2 separate regions of the Zea mays genome follow, and region 2 is linked to region 1. The links are chromatin contacts, called in public Hi-C maps. All regions are on one chromosome and are shown on one strand. Each heading gives the region's core, a stretch centred on a gene start, on an enhancer-like site or on the middle of the called end of the contact. The rest is flanking DNA. Distances are from core to core; before and after follow the strand shown. Region 1 holds the start of LOC103649908 (transcription factor bHLH162). Region 2 overlaps LOC100304403.

Region 1 (2,753 bases), core at 160-2,659:
AAAAGTTACAAATCTTTGTATGCAATTATATAGTCGATAATTTTTTTATTTGAAATTATCTATCTAACGAAATTATGTTTAAATTCCTCATATTTAAAGTTCAATTTTTTGAATAACATCGGATAGAAAAATAACAAAAAATGATATTGGATAAATAAATTACGTTTTTTAAATTTTCTCATATTTAAAATTTAAAATTTTCAAACGATATTGGATAAAGAAATGTCTAAAATAAAAAGTGTAGATCCAAAAAGGCTACAAAAATTATAATTAACAACCCTTTTATTTGAACTCATTTATGTTCTACCGATATTTATTGTAAAACGGAATAAACATAAAGAGCAGAAGGCTGAAGCTTTGAAAGAAAAAGAGCAGAGAGAATTGTGATGTAGTACTCCTACGGTCCTACCTACGTACGTACGTACGTACCTTGCAGTGGATGGTGTAGAAGATTTTGGTGCCGGCGACGGAGAGGTTGGCGTTGACGGTCTCGGCGCCTTCTTCCTCCAGCACGGTGACCACCTCGTGCAGCTTGAAGGGTCGCGCCGCGCTGCTGATGAGCACCACGTCCAGGCTTGACCCGTCATTGTGCTGCCGAACCTCTACCACCGCCGGCGGCATGTCGTCCTCCCGCCGGCCGGCTTCTTCAGATGATCCTGCGCCACCGCTCGCCGTGGTCGTCGCTGCCGACGATGTGGAGGCGCCTCCTCCTCCTCCGCCTCGTCTCGTGCCACTGCCAGCGGCCAAGAGCCGTGCAGAGGCGCTCTTGTGCCGCAGCTCCTCCACCCTCTCCTTGAGTCTCTTTATGTACGTGGCTGCCTCGTCTAGGCTACCCAGCTGGGTCATAGCATCCTGTGCTTCGTTGTACATACAGAATTTACTATCTCTGGATGGGCGAGCATATATATGGCTAATAGCTAGCAATTAACTAGCTAGACCTTTGGTACCAAACAGCCGTAATTGTAATTCGAATACACATGACCTTGGAGGAGTAGTGTTCTTTCGGGATGAGGGAGGCGAGCTTGGCGCAGAGGCTCTTCATCTGCTGCCTCCTCCTCCTCTCGATCTCCTTCCTCTCCACCGCCGTGGTCGTCGTGCTGCCGCTGGTGTTGCTCGTGCTGCTTCTGCTGCTCTTCTTCGCTCTCATCTCCATCGATCTCTCTCTCTCTCTCTCTCCACACAGCCCTCTCTGTCTCTAGATACCTCGCTCTGTGTGTTCCGCAGCACCGGGACTGGTATAAAAAGAGGCAGAAGTGGCGGCTACTGGTCTAGATATAAGAAGCCAGTAACAGTGGCAAGAACCCACATGCACGCATAGGCGCAGGCAGGTGCAGTGGGCATATACAAGACCTGACTTCAGTAGTTCAGTTGAGAGCAAGCATACATCACTTTACATGCACGTGTGTACATACAGGAACATATGGACCAGAAGATTGTTATTATGAGAAAAAAAAAGAGTGGACGTACGAGAGCTCAACTAATGGTGGCCCCAACGGACAATATATTTATTGTGGCGGGCCGCGGCCGGGACAGCTAGCTAGATTGCCTATGGCCTACATATGGAGATCTACAGTCCACAGAGGAATTTACATATTTATTTATATGAACCACACACACACACACATTCTTACTATTACTCAGCAGTAAAAAATATAAAGGTAGAGCTTGCTATCAAGTGTTAAGGCATAGCCATAGCAGATTGAAACAGAGCCAGTCTAGGCAGCGAGCCACGTCCTCCTGAGTAACGACTAATAAAATGATTCGGTGCACACATGTGGTACTACGTAACGACATGCACGGCGCGCTGCCGGCCGGCATGGGTTGCGTGGAGCTGATGACGCAAGCCGGGGCGACGTAGGCATGACCGGCCGCACCTCGCGTCGCTGACAGTGGCAGCGATCAATAGTCGAGTGCCACGCAAGGCGTAACCACCCTCGGCTATTTTTGCCGAGTGTTGGGAATTTGCGCTTTACCGAGTATATTTTATCGGACACTCGGTAAAACATTCTTTATCGAGTACCACCAGCCCCGTGCCAGAGGGTGTATGAGCTTTGCACTGGAACAGGGCCCTAAATATTTAGGGCCTCCAAACGTGTAAATTTGCAGTACAATATAATAGTTTATTTTCGTACTATATGAAAGCACAAGTTGTTTTGGTTCCATGTTGTCTCCACGTTTAAATTTTGAAAAAATGTTAACATTATGTCGGATCACTTTGCTAATTAAAGGGTGTATGAATACACTAGAGCTAATAATTAGCTGTTAAAATTAGCTAAAGACATCAAAACAGTATAGTTAATAGTTGAGATATTAACCTCTTTTAGTAAATTAACTAATAGTTAGCTAGCTATTTGTTAGCTAGCTAATTTCACTAACAATTTTCAGTCAATTAACTATTAGCTTTAATGCATTCAAACATCTCTAATTCTTTATTAATCTGTCTATATGTATGCTTCTATTCCATGACGTGAGGCATAAGTGAAAGGGAAATGTGCCCTTGGGCAATTTCTATAAGTATTTTGGTGATTAGATGCCCAACACATTATTTCAGTACTAATATGCTAAATGTGTGAAATATGCAAATCAAAGTAAAAGGTACGTTTATAGACTTAGTACATTGTTTTTGTGAACTAACATTGTTTGTCTAAGTGCTAGAAACAGTGCCGAAAAGAGAGGAATCAGATTGCAAAAGACTTGGTTGTGAGCAGCCAAACTTCAGCTCGGACTGGCACACAGGACTGTCCGGTGGTGCA
Region 2 (2,753 bases), core at 188-2,687, 150 kb after region 1:
TGAATTTTGTTGTTTGATGGCTAATGAATTTAGAGTTGTAATTAAAGTCAATTCCTCAACATTGGACTATGACTAAAAGTTGTCTCTCATAATTTAGAGACTAGACCCTCTGTATTGACGGGAATTGCAATTCCAGGTACATCCAAACAATAGATTTGTATTACAACTCATTTTCAATATTAGACAGATTTGGTATTGGATGCAATTCAATTCTAACATCTCCAATATCTACATCTAAATGGACCCTAAGTTGGATCAAGTAACAACACTATATAAAGATACTTTTCCGTAACGAATACTTACAACAACACCTATTTAGTGCTCCATCCATCCAAAATATAATTCGTTTTAGGCTAAACATATATTAATTAATTAATCATGAATGTAGTTTATATGCATATCTATATTCATTATTATTCACTCAAATGTGGATAGATAAAAGATGGCTAGAATGAACTATATTTTAGGATGGAGGGAGAGTAGTAGATATAAGCATCGTTGCTTTTTTTATAAGTCTAATTAAATTTAAACTTACAGCCCGTTTGGATCATTAGAATTGAATTCCATTCTAATAATAGTAATTTAGACATATATCAATTAAGCTAATTCAGTTTTATGCAAAATATATTTGTATACTATTATTAGCAAGATGTCGGAGATATTTATGTGCTACATTTTTACTATAGGGAAGTGAGACGAAGAGTGTCATGTAAATTATAGATTAGAAACCAATTCTAGTAATGCATAAAATCATTTCTCACCCTCCACCCCATGAATTTAAGATAGGCTTATATCTGAAATTTAGAAAGTGGTGGAATGTCAAATTCCAAACTAAATAAGTTACTTTATTGAGTGAATTCCAATTCCTCTAAAATGAAGGGATCCAAACGCCCCGTTATTTGATTTGACTCAATATTATCTTATAATTATACTCACTCCGTTCTGAAATATAGTTCTTTCTAGAATACTTTTTTCCGTCCAAATTTATTCAAATGATGATAAATATAGACATACATAAAAATTGCATTCATATGTTACTTAATGAATATGTGATTAGTCTAAAACGGATTATATTTTGAGACGGAGGGAGTATTATCTTGTAAGATCGAGACGGTTTGTCTCTTCAACTTGTTCGAACCTTACTATTCATCAAATTTGATGATTTCACGTTGTGCTCAACGGTCACTGTAGTGTGCTCCTATGTGAACTGGACCGAACGTGTATGGTAAGGGATCGTGACACACACTGCGACAAAACAGCAGATCATGCACCAAAAGATAAGATTTCTGAACAGTGTGGATACCTATGTGATTTGTACATATGTAAGGCCGGTCCATTCTGTTTCTGGCGTATCAGTGTCACGTATGAAACCTACTCGCAGACCTAGCGGATCGATGGCCATGGCCATGCTAGTTATTTCTCGGGCGTGAACCGTGACCTCATCATCTCCACGCTGCCAATTTTGAAGTCACAAGCCAGGCAGGCAGACACCGCCCACCAGGTGTAGGGCGGACGACTCCTGGCAAAGATAAAATCTCAAAGAGCATCTTCTGGGGCCGCCCAATTCTTTTTCACCCGATTACATTATTGAACTATATCTAGCTGTGCCTGGAAGCCAAACGCGGAGCTGCACTCGTTATGGCAAAACTCTAGCTCTTCTGAGTGGGGCAGAAAATATTAACATGTGTACTTGGCATTTTGGTTAGTTTTACAACACAATCGTCTAGTATTTTACAGAAACAGAACACTTGTGCACCACGCCGATCAACCAAAATGCTACATACATACATTAGAAGCAGCGTAGAAACAAGTGTAATATAGCTGAAACTACTTGAAGAAAAGACCCTTCTTTCTTCTTCCTCTTCTCTCAAGAGCCTGCGAAATTGAAGGTAGACATTTCACGTTTAGTGTTGAAACAGCAGGCAGGTATAAATGCGCACATGATGCACCAGTTCAATATCAGCAATCAGCTCACCATGTTTTTTTCCATTCCATCTCTTTAGGGCTTGTTCGGTTCTACCCCAATCCATATGGATTGAGGGGGATTGAGAGGGTTTCAATCCCTAGTAAATCAAAATCCCTCTTAATCCGTATCAATCCCCTCCAATCCATATGGATTGAAAATAACCGAACAAGCCTTTAAAGGGTGGATGACACAAGGGGATGATCGTGGAAGCACATACGTGCCAAGTCACCATTTGTACACTAACGCACTCTACACTGGCAGAACAGATTCTCTAAAAACATGCAGGTTCAGGAACAACAGGCAATGGCATTTTTTATCACATGATGGAGCTTCCTAGACACCATCTGTGATGATTAAAAGAACAATTTATTTGATAAATATAAGATGAGGCACACTTTGGGTGCCTCCACCGCCCACCCCACAAAAAAACATCTATTTAAATAGTATATTTGTCGGTGTTAACCAAGATACAACGTAATTGTCATGCCGCAGATCAGATCAACAGGAGTCCCATGACATTCAAAATGACATAAGAAGCGACACGACAATAGATTTTGGTGACCTAACTTAAAAAGGTTTTTAGAAGAACATATATGGTAAAAGCATACAAGTCTCAATCATACAGAACAAACTACCAACAATTCAGCAAGTCCATAGTTTTATATTTGTCTACTGATAGTGTTCCAGAGAAGAGGTGAATGTTGTGCGGTGCCATCAAACATGCTAATAAATTTAGAACAAGTACCACCACTGTTCAACCTGATCTCTGGCACCAGTTAGTTTTTTC

What was found. Hi-C and Micro-C count contacts between places; a contact is called where the count stands out from the background.
Region 2: a contact with region 1 is called in a Hi-C map of leaf, with 5 times the contacts expected there. The contact joins the enhancer-like site here to the promoter of LOC103649908 in region 1. A contact is called at or near these places in 6 of 25 Hi-C or Micro-C datasets (leaf and tassel) and 1 of 3 datasets of contacts at active chromatin or transcription factors (seedling).

What each region holds. Positions count from the first base shown.
Region 1 is chr3:29,776,945-29,779,697 of Zm-B73-REFERENCE-NAM-5.0, forward strand. LOC103649908 (transcription factor bHLH162) reads right to left here and starts at 1,410. Exons shown (of 3, transcript XM_008675593.3): 1 at 983-1,410; 2 at 430-852. The coding sequence starts at 1,153.
Region 2 is chr3:29,924,249-29,927,001 of Zm-B73-REFERENCE-NAM-5.0, forward strand. It overlaps LOC100304403, which reads right to left. Exons shown (of 21, transcript NM_001165839.1): 21 at 1,641-1,875. The coding sequence ends at 1,828. Among protein-coding and RNA genes, the nearest start is that of LOC100304403, 36 kb to the right of the region's middle. Within about 2 kb of position 1,438, at least 11 of the 20 cell types and tissues checked have an H3K27ac peak or open chromatin away from gene starts, as enhancers often do. A contact at or near this core is called in leaf and seedling, where this site is marked.